2 separate regions of the Mus musculus genome follow, and region 1 is linked to region 2. Evidence: chromatin contacts called from public HiChIP or PLAC-seq data. All regions are on one chromosome and are shown on one strand. The core of a region is the stretch at or near the end of the contact, and the rest is flanking DNA. Distances in the headings are between cores, read along the strand shown. Region 1 has its middle 20 kb from the start of Cyp11a1. Region 2 has its middle 28 kb from the start of Ubl7.

What was found. HiChIP or PLAC-seq counts read pairs in DNA pulled down with a chosen protein or histone mark.
Region 1: an H3K4me3 HiChIP or PLAC-seq map of the SCID.adh cell line shows a contact between it and region 2, with 9 read pairs. The contact joins two enhancer-like sites. A contact is called at or near these places in 1 of 39 promoter capture datasets (neural stem cells), 2 of 15 datasets of contacts at CTCF or cohesin (CD8 T cells and large pre-B cells), 9 of 484 Hi-C or Micro-C datasets (the G1E-ER4 cell line, bone marrow-derived macrophages, ganglionic eminence and 6 more), 11 of 115 datasets of contacts at active chromatin or transcription factors (CD8 T cells, the SCID.adh cell line, embryonic basal ganglia and 4 more) and 4 of 9 other capture datasets (adipose tissue, embryonic stem cells, macrophages and 1 more).

What each region holds. Positions count from the first base shown.
Region 1 is chr9:57,991,848-57,997,241 of GRCm38.p6, forward strand. No RefSeq gene overlaps it. Among named protein-coding and RNA genes, the nearest start is that of Cyp11a1, 20 kb to the right of the region's middle. Within about 2 kb of position 3,059, at least 16 of the 459 cell types and tissues checked have an H3K27ac peak or open chromatin away from gene starts, as enhancers often do. A contact at or near this core is called in the SCID.adh cell line, where this site is marked.
Region 2 is chr9:57,880,133-57,885,198 of GRCm38.p6, forward strand. No RefSeq gene overlaps it. Among named protein-coding and RNA genes, the nearest start is that of Ubl7, 28 kb to the right of the region's middle. Within about 2 kb of position 2,624, at least 9 of the 459 cell types and tissues checked have an H3K27ac peak or open chromatin away from gene starts, as enhancers often do. A contact at or near this core is called in the SCID.adh cell line, where this site is marked.

The sequences.
Region 1 (5,394 bases), core at 1,809-4,308, 110 kb after region 2:
GAGTACTAATAGTCTTAGGCACCTGGCTCTCTTTCTACTTCATTTTGTCCCCTCCTCCAGTCCCCATCAGCCACTTGGAATTTCTTAAGGCAACCCAGGTGATAGGTACTCCAATTAAGACAAAAAGCACAGAGAGGTTAAACTTCCTCAAAGCCACACAGAAGTGAGTGGAGGAGCCGGGGTAGAGTCTACTGGAGTTAGTCCAACCTCCACACTATAGCACCTTTCAGGGCCTATGGAGGTTTGGGGGGGGTGCATCAGACTCATTCATACTTCTGACAGAGGTCTGGGGGAGTTCAGAGATGGGGCTTGGATGTGCTTGGGAGGAGTGCTGAGGTTGGGTTTGAGGCTTAGTGGGGCAGGGCAGAGAATGCTGGTGGTTTTGAGTCTACATGATGAGAGTCTGGGGCTGCCCATGCTGTGTGGGCCATGGGGGGCGGGGTAGAGGGCTGTGTATGTGGCTATGTTTAAGAGGCTAAGGAGCTGTGATCTGGGTACCCTGGAAATGTGCAGGGAGAAGCCACCGATCAAGATTGGAAGTACAGAGTGGGTAGGCGTGAATGGGGGTCCAGACAGAGAGAACCACACCCAGACACAGGAAAGTGGGTACCAGAGAACCGAGTGAACCTGTGGGTAGAAGCTGTATAGAGGAATGCTTAGTTTTCCTTTCATTTCTTCTCTTTTCTTCTTTTCTTCTCTTCTTGCCTCCTCTCCCCTTCCCTCTCCTCTCCTCTCCTCTCCTCTCCTCTCCTCTCCTCTCCTCTCCTCTTCTTTCTTCCTTTCCTTTCCTTTTCTTTCCTTTCCTTTCCTTTCCATTCTTTTTAAAAATTTGAGTCAGGGTCTAACTTGTGTCCCTGACTGGCCTGAAACTGGCTATACAAACAAAGCTGGCCTCAAACCCACAGAGATCTGTCTGCTTCTGCCTTCTGAGTGCTAGGATTAAAGGCGCCCTGTGAGAGGCTTATTTTGATGTGTGTGTGTGTGTGTGTGTGTGTGTGTGTGTGTGTGTGTGTGTGTGTGTTTAGGGTAGCATCTCCCAATCAGAGTCCTAACTGAGGAGACTGGGCTCCTCCCCCAGCAGATGAGAGCAGCCCAGCCTCTCTGTAGGGTAGGTGCCCTATGCAGTGGGTGGTAATAACAGACTCAAGGCCAGAGGCTACTTCCTAAGTTTTACCCAGGTGCATCCTGATGGTGACCCCAGCTCTTGAAGACTCATCTACTGTGTGGGCAGAGGTTTTCCATTTGGCCAGGAGCAGCTTTTTTCTAGATGCAAGCCTTCCTGCTGGGGTGTTTCATTTGGCTCATTCATCCTCTATCCACCCCAGGCTGGCCCTGGGTGGGCTGAAGACTTCCCGCCTGGTTGGCACGGAGGAAGTGGCAGAGGGAGGGCTCCTGCCACATCCCAGCTGGCCTGGGGGCTGCACTCCCGGATGGCCCCTGGGAGGGGCTCCTGACATGTTTCTTTAGATGTGTAATTGGAATCTCATGGGCTTGGTAATTAGGGGAGGCAGCAAAGCGCTCTAGAAATGACTGTAATTATAGTTACAAACCAACAGCTAAGCCAGGAGTTTCGGTGATCACCTGGGGGAACTGGCTGGGGGAGAGGAGAGATTTGGCTACCGAAGGTTTACTGTGGGCCAGATGCATACTGTGAGCATCGTGAACCAGACACCAGGTCCCTTCACAGATCTCTGGGGGCTCTAGACACCCCCACAGGCCTGGAGACCATCTGGTTTCTGGCCCCAATATGACAGAGGGGAGACGCTGGGAGAAGAGTGGGGACTTGGCCAAAGTGACAGAGCAGTAATAGCAGAACCAGGGTGGAACCCAGATGTCCTCTCAGCCAGAGAGAGAGAGAGAGAGAGAGAGAGAGAGCCTCACAACTTTGATTTCTGTTCTATGCCATGATCCCTCTTCTCTTGCCAACACCCCCCCACACACACACACACACACAAGTTTGGCATATTCCTTGTCCCCTCTCTGGAGGACTTCGAGTCTTGCTTCAGCTCCGTAGCATGACTTCCTCCGGAAGCCTTCTCTGTCTCCTGACTGACCACCCTAGCTTGAGTGGGCTGTCTTTCTCAGTTTCCTGCAGGGGGCTGTGCCAACTTGTGTGAACCTGAGAGCTGAGAATTGTTTTCAGGAATTTTGTGAGGGTTGTTAAACACAGCTACTGTTAATAATTAAGTTACATAAACTTATAATTAGGTATATTTATACACACTGGAAACATCGTCTTCTAACTTGCTACACTTTTCAATTATCTGAACTCATAGGTTATTTGTGCCTATTGTAGCTGGTGGTGGAGACTCACTGATAGTGGTGTGAACCTGCTTAGTGTTTAGTGGTGTTACACGGGGGTGGGGTGGGGGGCAGTGCTTCTTGAATGGGGAGAGAGGAATATTTAAAACAGTGCAGTCCTGTTCTCCTCCCCCAACCTCACCCCAGCCCCCAGCCCAGAGAGAAGGTTGTTGAAGTCTCCAGCTTCCACAGGCTCACCTTTGACCTTTGGTCTCCGAGTAGGCCTGGCATCTAGCAGGGGCTTAAAAAATTGGAATAGAGAAGGGAGAAAGTGGGTATTGTCTCTGGAGACCGTTACCTATTTTCAACAGTGGCCCTCAGGGTTGGCTCTGGGTCCTGCTTTACCCTGGGGTGCTCAAGGGAACAGAGGCAAGTACCATGGAAAGTCTATGGATTAGTAGGTCCTGGGATGGTGGGAAAGCTGCTTAGCAAGGCAAGGGCAGCCGGGCACCAGATAGCCAGGCAGGTGTGGGTGGTTTTGGCAGGACTCACAGGCAGCTGGGTCCTGCCTCTTCCTGCCCCAAACTGTCTTGGCACCTCCTTGTTACCAGGCCACAGCAGGAAAATGGGTGGAAAGGCTTTGAAGCTGGGCTAGTTTTTAACTGGCATCTAGCAGGGGAAAAGCCGGCTGACCATGCACAGGACTGGCTAAGGCTGAGCAGCTCCACAGTGGGAAGGTATACCTGGGTACCCAGGCACAAAACTCCCAGGGGCCCTTCAACCCAGGGTGAGTTCAGGACTCCCTGGAGGCAAGAGGGGCAGCTTGTTCTCCAGGCAGGTTCCTTTTGTAAACTTTGAGACTAGCACACAACATGGGCACAGTAGTGGTTCAGTAAACGTCAGTCCAACCAGGAAAATAAGGAGCTAAACTCAGATTGGGACTCAGGCTTGAGACCATTGCCACATTTGCCCTGACTTCACTTGGGGCCTTAAGATTTTTAGGGGGTTTTGAGACAGGTTCTTCACTGTGTAGACCAGGCTGGCCTTGAAATCACAGAGCTCTGGATGCCTCTGCTTCCTGAATTAAAGGCCTGTGTCCCCATACTTAGCTGTCACTTAGAGTTTTTGAGGGAACACAGGTAGGATCTATGGAGGCACTGTGTGTTCCTCCTCAGACCCAGCAACGCTGTATCTCCCCGTCCTTCTCTCCCTGTCCCAGTCTGCAATTGCATCTTCCTCGTGGGAACCTGGGAGAAGAGAGTGACTTCATGTCATATAGATGACCTAGATTTGGTTGACCTAAAGTAACCTCCTGAAACAATTGAACTGCCACTGCCACTACCACTGTTTTTTATGAAGCCCCTCAGGTGGTAGGAACTCACTCAGGGCCTTCTCTCTCCCATTTTCTGCTGCCCTCTAGTGAGACTCAGCAGTATCACCTCGAGAGAACACTGAACTTGTCTGCAGAGGCAGGTCTTCAGATTTCAGTGGAAACCCGCCATTTAAAATAGGTTGATTTTTGCATAGACTAAGAATCCTGTTCTCTTCCACCCAAATAGAATTCCTCTATGGGTAGCCATTTGTTTGTGTGGTGGTTTTTGTTTATTGTTTTTGTATTTTTGTTTTTGTAGCTGTAGTTAAAATGTAGCAAAACTGCAACAAAGAGAGATCTTTTTCTTCTTGACATTGACAATTGACTATTGATAAGTTAGACACTAACCTAACCTAACCTAAGACACTCCTGCTGGCATCCTTACCCATCACTTAAGATCCTCCAACTTGGGGACAACCTGTCAGTTTTCGCAAATTCTTATTCTTTGCCCTACAATAATAAGACTGTGACCTTGTGTTTTGGCTCCTGCCCTGGCATTTTGCTAAGTGCCGTAGTAGCATCTTTGACACAGGGCACAGAACAGAATTCCTTCTTCCAGTTCTGGAAAGCTGGGAAGTGACAGGGGAGCGTGGACACGGAGGAGCACAAGGAGCTGAGTGCCCTGACACCGAAAGCGGTCCTCTCCGGCCAGCCCTCGGGTCCTAAGCACTGTTATTATTGTCATTATTTTGAGACTGGGTCTCAGCTCCCTAATTACCTCTTACAGGCTTCATCTTCCATTACGGTTGCATTAGGGATTAAGTTTCCAACACAGGATTTTTTTTTTTTTTTGGTGATGGTTAATCTTTTTAAAAAATGTTATTAGCACATGTTAATTATACATAATGATGGGTTCTTTGTGACACTTCACATATGTACATATTGCCATCAGAGTCATTCCCATCGTACTCTCTTCTTCCCTTCCCTCTCCCTCTAATCCTCGTTCTCTTCCTAGTGTGTGTGTTCCTTCCAATGAGTTTCATTAGGGTTGCTTACAGGAACGTCGATACCTTACCAGAGACTATAGCATTGAAGAAAATGCCTCTCCCCTTCCCATCAATTCTTAACCTTGAATAAATCTTTAGGAGGGATGGTATCCCATAAGCACCTGCCCCATGATGGGGTGTCATGGGCCAGAGCTTGTTCAGTTGATGACATGCAATGTTGGATGCCTGGAAGTCATCACTTCACTCTTCCTCCCGCTCCGAACCCTTCTTCCAGATCTTGTTTTCTGTCTCTCCTTCAGCAATGTTCCTGGTTGATGTAGATGTTCCATGTACTACTGAACATTCAGGTACCCTGGCCAGTTATGCATATTTCTCTGAGCAAAGCTGATAGCAGCGTTATTCTGTAGGCACAAACGCAGTGTTTAGAAGGCAAATTTGACAGACACATCATGTCCACTTAGCCAAACAACAACTATGACATCTCCACATCTCCACTAGGACCTTCTCAGCCACAGGCTTCTGATTTGGTTTACAGTACCAGTTGTGGATGCACAGGGCAGCAAACATGCTATTATTATTGCACAGTGGACTCATCTTGCCTGGCTGGTCAGGACTGTCCCACTTAGGGGCCATAGCTAAGTAACATTAGTGATGACAATTCTCCCTCAGCAGCCTGGGTAACTCCTTCTGGCACAGGGAAGGCTAGTCAGCAGGAAGGAAGCTTCCAGTCCAGTTCTGGCTTAATTTCTATATCCCCTCAGGTAAAGGGGCAAGGCCTTCAGGGGTATGATCATCCACAGCACAGATTTTCCTCTGGTGCCTGGCTCAGAACCT
Region 2 (5,066 bases), core at 1,374-3,873:
CTCTATCCTTAGTTTTTGATAGTTTTGAGGATAGAAGTGGCACTGTCGGGGCTGGAGAGATACTGTCTCATCAGGCTACAAGGACAGTGCTGGCAGACAGGAGTGCAAATGTCCTTCCTTCCTTCTCCTTCTCCTTCTCCTTCTCCTTCTCCTTCTCCTTCTCCTCCTCCTCCTCCTCCTCTCCTCCCCCCCTCCTCCTCCTCCCCCCCCCCTCCTCCTTCCTTTTTTTGTGGGAAAGAGAGGAGAAGAGAGAGCACAGAGCTTTGGCAGAAGGTGAGGGTGAGAAATGGAGCATTCTAATTGGCCTGGCGCAGGTGTTGTCAAAGCTCACCAGAGGGCGTTGAGAATGTCCTGTTGGGGCTGTGCAGTAGTGGCTCTACCTACAGAGTATGAGCACTCTTTTCCCCGTGCTCTTAGATAGTGTGGGACCATGCTGTGCCAGCCTCAAAGAATCAATTAGTAACCACCCAGTGCCACCACGTTTCTTTGTTTTGGAGACCTTCTAGTCTCTCCACTAGTCTTGCCTTCTGTGTGCTTAGATGTATCACCTCTGGGGTGTTTCTGTAGTCTGAGAAAGGAGGTTTCTGGAGCACGGCAGGGATCACTTACCCGCCATTATTTCCTACTGGCATGCAGCATTTTCAACTCACAATGCTGAGAGGAGAAAAATTAAAACCGTTCAGTGCAGTTTGCAGCAGCACTTCAATAAAACAATAATGTGAGCCAGGTATATAACTTTGGATTTAAAATTACACAGGTGCCTGCATGGTGGCACACGCCTTTAATCCTAGCACTTGGGAAGCAGAGGCAGGTGGATTTCTATGAGTTTGGGACCAGCTTGATCTACATTGTGAGTTTCAGGCTGAGACTTTGTTTCAAAAAACAACCAGACAACAACAATGAAGAAACAGAAACAAATTAAAGAAAAGCCAAGTTCTTAGGGCTAGGACGTAGCTTGTATAGTACTGGCCTCTTAAGTGTGCATCCTTAGGTTCTATTACTTGCACTACATACAGGGAAGAAAAAAAAATAAGAAAAGTCCAAACATTTATGGTGGAAAACAAGGTTTCTGTGTGGTTTCCTTGTTACTGCACTGGCTCTATATTTGACCAGAATGCTCTCATCCCTTCATGGAAGGTCACAGGCAGGGTCCAGTTCTTTAAACACATCACAAAGCCATGTGGGATTCTTTCTTCTGCTATTCTTTTTGCTTAGATATCAGCATAACTAGGGCTTTCGCTTCCCTTAGGCCTTAATTGTAAATTATTCTTTTCTTTCTTGCCCTTCCTCCTTCCTTCCTTCCTTCCTTCCTTCCTTCCTTCCTTCCTTCCTTTCTTTTCTTTTCCTTTCCTTTCCTTCTGTTTTGATTTTGAGACAAGGCCTCATCCAGCCCAGGCTCGCCTCAGACACACTATTCAGCTCAGGTTGATCTCAAACTCTCTTAAGAACCCAGGTTGGCCTTGAATTGCTTTTCCTGCCTCCACCTACTGAGTGATGAAATCTAAACTGTTCACTGCCATTTATTTATTTATTTATTTATTTATTTATTTATTTATTTATTTATTGCGGCAGTGTTTCTCTTTATGTAGCTTTGGCTGTTCAAGAACTCCCAATGTAGACCAAACTGGCCTTGAACTCCAAAGATCTGCCTAGCTCTGACTGCTGAGTGTTGGATTAAAAGTATGCACCACTACCCTACCCCCCCCCCCCCCCCAGCTAACACACCACATATTTTACTCTCCTACTTGTGTGGTTTGTGATGGTTCTTCTTGGTTGTCAACTTGACCACATCTGGAATGAACTAAAACCCAAGTGGCTGGGCACATCTGTGAGGGACTTTTTTTTTTTTTTTTTTTTTTTCAGTGATTAAATCCTTTGAAGTGGAAAGACTTTTTTTTTTTTTGGTTTGGTTTTTGAGATAGGGTTTCTCTGTATAGCTCTGGCTGTCCTTGAACTCACTCTGTAAACCAGGCTGGCCTCGAACTCAGAAATTCACCTGCCTCTGCCTCCCAAGTGCTGGAATTAAAGGTGTGTGCCACCACTGCCGGGCTCATTTTTTAATCCAAATCTTTTGATGTGGGAAGATCCACCTTTAATCTGGGCCACACCTTCTTCTGGAAGCCTATATAAGGGACATGGAAGAAGGAAGATTGTCGCCTTTCTGCCTGCTTGCCCTTGCTCTCCCTGGCAAGTCCACTCCTTCCCTGGCATCAGTCCTTACTTTTTTAGACTTCTGGCATATAGTGAACAGCAGTTGAGATATCCAGGCCTGTGAACTGAACAACTACTGGATTCTTGGACCTCCCATTGGTAGAGTCAACCAATGTTGAACCAACTGGGGCCATGGCCTGTAAGTCATTCTAAAAAAACTCTATAACTTCCATTCCTCTGGAAAAGCCTGACTAATACATGATTTGAATGTGAAGTGTCATGAGAAATCTCCATTTGTACTGTTGATAGTCCTGAAGCTGCTGAGCCCACAGAAGGCTGGGTGTGAATAGTGAGAGCAGATCCTTTAAAGGGATACCATACCCCAGGCTGCTGCTGCTGCTTCCCAGTCTGCCTTTAGCCAGACACTCTGCTGTGAGCCCCACTGCTGCTTTCCCTGCTAAGACAAACAGCAGCCTTCTGAAGGTGGGAGCAGAAAGCTATCAGAATTGGGCTTGCTGGCTCACACCTCTGATCCCAGCACTAGGGAGGCAGAGGCAGGTGTGAATTTGTGAACTCTCAGCCAGCCTGGTTCACGTAGTGAGTCCCAGGCTAGTTAGGGCTACGTAGTATGACCTTGTCTCCAAAAACAAAATATAAAGTAAACCTTTCCTCTCTTAACTTTTTTTTTTCTGTCAGGTATTTGGTCACAGCAGCAGAGAAGTAACTGATAGCACCCACTGCTCTTTTTTTTTGTTCCTTAATACTTTATACTAAGCAACAAACCACACTTAAAATTTGTATCTTGTCTATCTACCTGGAAAAACCACAAATCATTCAAACAAGAGTTCCTGATTCCTCCTTTTCTTTGTTTGCTCCTCTTTCAGTCTGGCATGTGTTGCTTCTTGAAAGAATGGTTCTGCTGTTGGGAGATGATTGGCACCAACACATCCCAAGGTCTTTACATTGTTTGGGGAGGAAGGCAGTGGCATAGATGAATGAACTCACATGCGCTCTACACTACTTTAAGGGTTATTATTAAGAGGACATAAATAGACTACGACTCCAACATCCATACAAAGGTACAGGCTAAAAAGAAAACCCAATTCAATCAGTAGAGAGAGAGAAAAAAAAGAAAGAAAGAAAAGAAAAGAAAAGACAGCAAAAGCATATGTTAAAAAGAAAGCACAAAGCTTCCTGATTCCTGTAGAATCAGGGTTCTAAATCCCTCCACAGTCCTTCAAAAGCCATACTGAGCAACAACAGAAACCAATTAAATCACCCCAGCTTTCACCTACAGCATCAGTCAGAGACAGAGAGAATACCTTGAGCTTCAATTTACATGTAAATGGGAGATAAATGTTTGAAGCCTGAAGAACCAGCTTGAATACAATCAACAGCCCAATACAATCAGAAGGGTGAGCATGCAGAGAGTAGCTGAGAGCTAGAGTTGATAGACAGCATCAGCTCCACTATCCCATAAGGAATGGATGCTAGCCTGGGGGCAGAAATAGTGAATTCTGCTCCGAGACCACTTATGACATATTAAGTCCTCAACTACCCTAAAAATAGCTACAGTATAAACATTCTGTGAAGACAATACAGTAAAAATATGGATTATAATACAATGAACAGCAAAAGACTCTTCTACCTAGGGACTTCAGAATTTTTGTTAAACAGTTCTTGAATCATAAGTGTAATACAAACCAAAATTGCAGAACCTCACAAAATAGCAATAATGAAAACACAGCTTAGCAGCATCTATGTGCTACTGTAGAAGCAGTTGTCAAAAAGAAATGAAGCTGCAGATATAGCTCAATGGTTAAGAATGTTGCCTGGGGGCTGGAAAGATGCCTCAGTGGTAAAGAGCACTGTCTGCTCTTCCAGGGGTCCGAGTTCAATTCCCAGCAACCACATGGTGGCTCACAACCATCTATATTTGGACTTGATGCCTTTTTCAGCTATACAAGCAGATAGAGCACTCATATATGTAAAATAAATAAATCTTAACAAAAAAAGAGTGCTTGCTTGTGGACTCCACCTCTTGGTACAGACCCAGCCTAGCTCTTCCCCATGACCCTCTCAGCATTGTCTTCTGTTCAATCTCCTTTCCTTTGTTTACCTTTCTTCAGAAATACTTTCTGCCAGGGACCGGCAGTGACCACACTTGGCTGGGACTCAGGTGGGCAGGTTTCTCTATCCCTCCTGCCCCATTATGATTTGTCCAAACTTATTCTTAGTCCTGTTGTAGGAGCTCCTTTTCCACCTGTCTCCAGTCCCTAAGGACTCTTGTGACAGATCCCTGTCCCCAGGGACCCCTCTCAGCCTTTCTTTCCAGCCTATCTCCATTCCTTTCTGTCACCCAAGGACCTGCAGAAGCCTCTCTAGCAAGGACCCCACAGCCACCACACATGCTGAGGAGGATCCCGAGAGGGCAACATCGTCCAGAGAATGAAACACCAAGCCAACAAAGACGAGCCCAGATAGCAATACCAAGAAACACCTCAGACATCATAACTCTGACACCTAGATCCCAGTGCAAAACCACAAACAAAAAATGAACAGTCAAGACTATATGCCTCTTCTAGAAGCTTGTAACATTACAGTGAGCCTCCCCCAAATGCAATAAGGCTGAAGCACAAGACAACGACCTCAAAATAGCAATTATGAGTGTTCAAGTACCTTAAGCAGGATAAAAATCAATCCCTTGAAGTCTGTGAGAACACAGCTGAACGAAATAATGAAACACAATTCGGGACATGAAAGTAGAATTTAACAAAGAAATTGAATTGCCGAGGAAAACCCAAACTGAAATAAAACTAGAAAGGAAAAATTTAGATTTTCAAACAAATGCCTCGGAGATAAGCTTCACCAACCAATCACAAAACTTGGATGAGAGAATCTCAGGTGTTGATGAC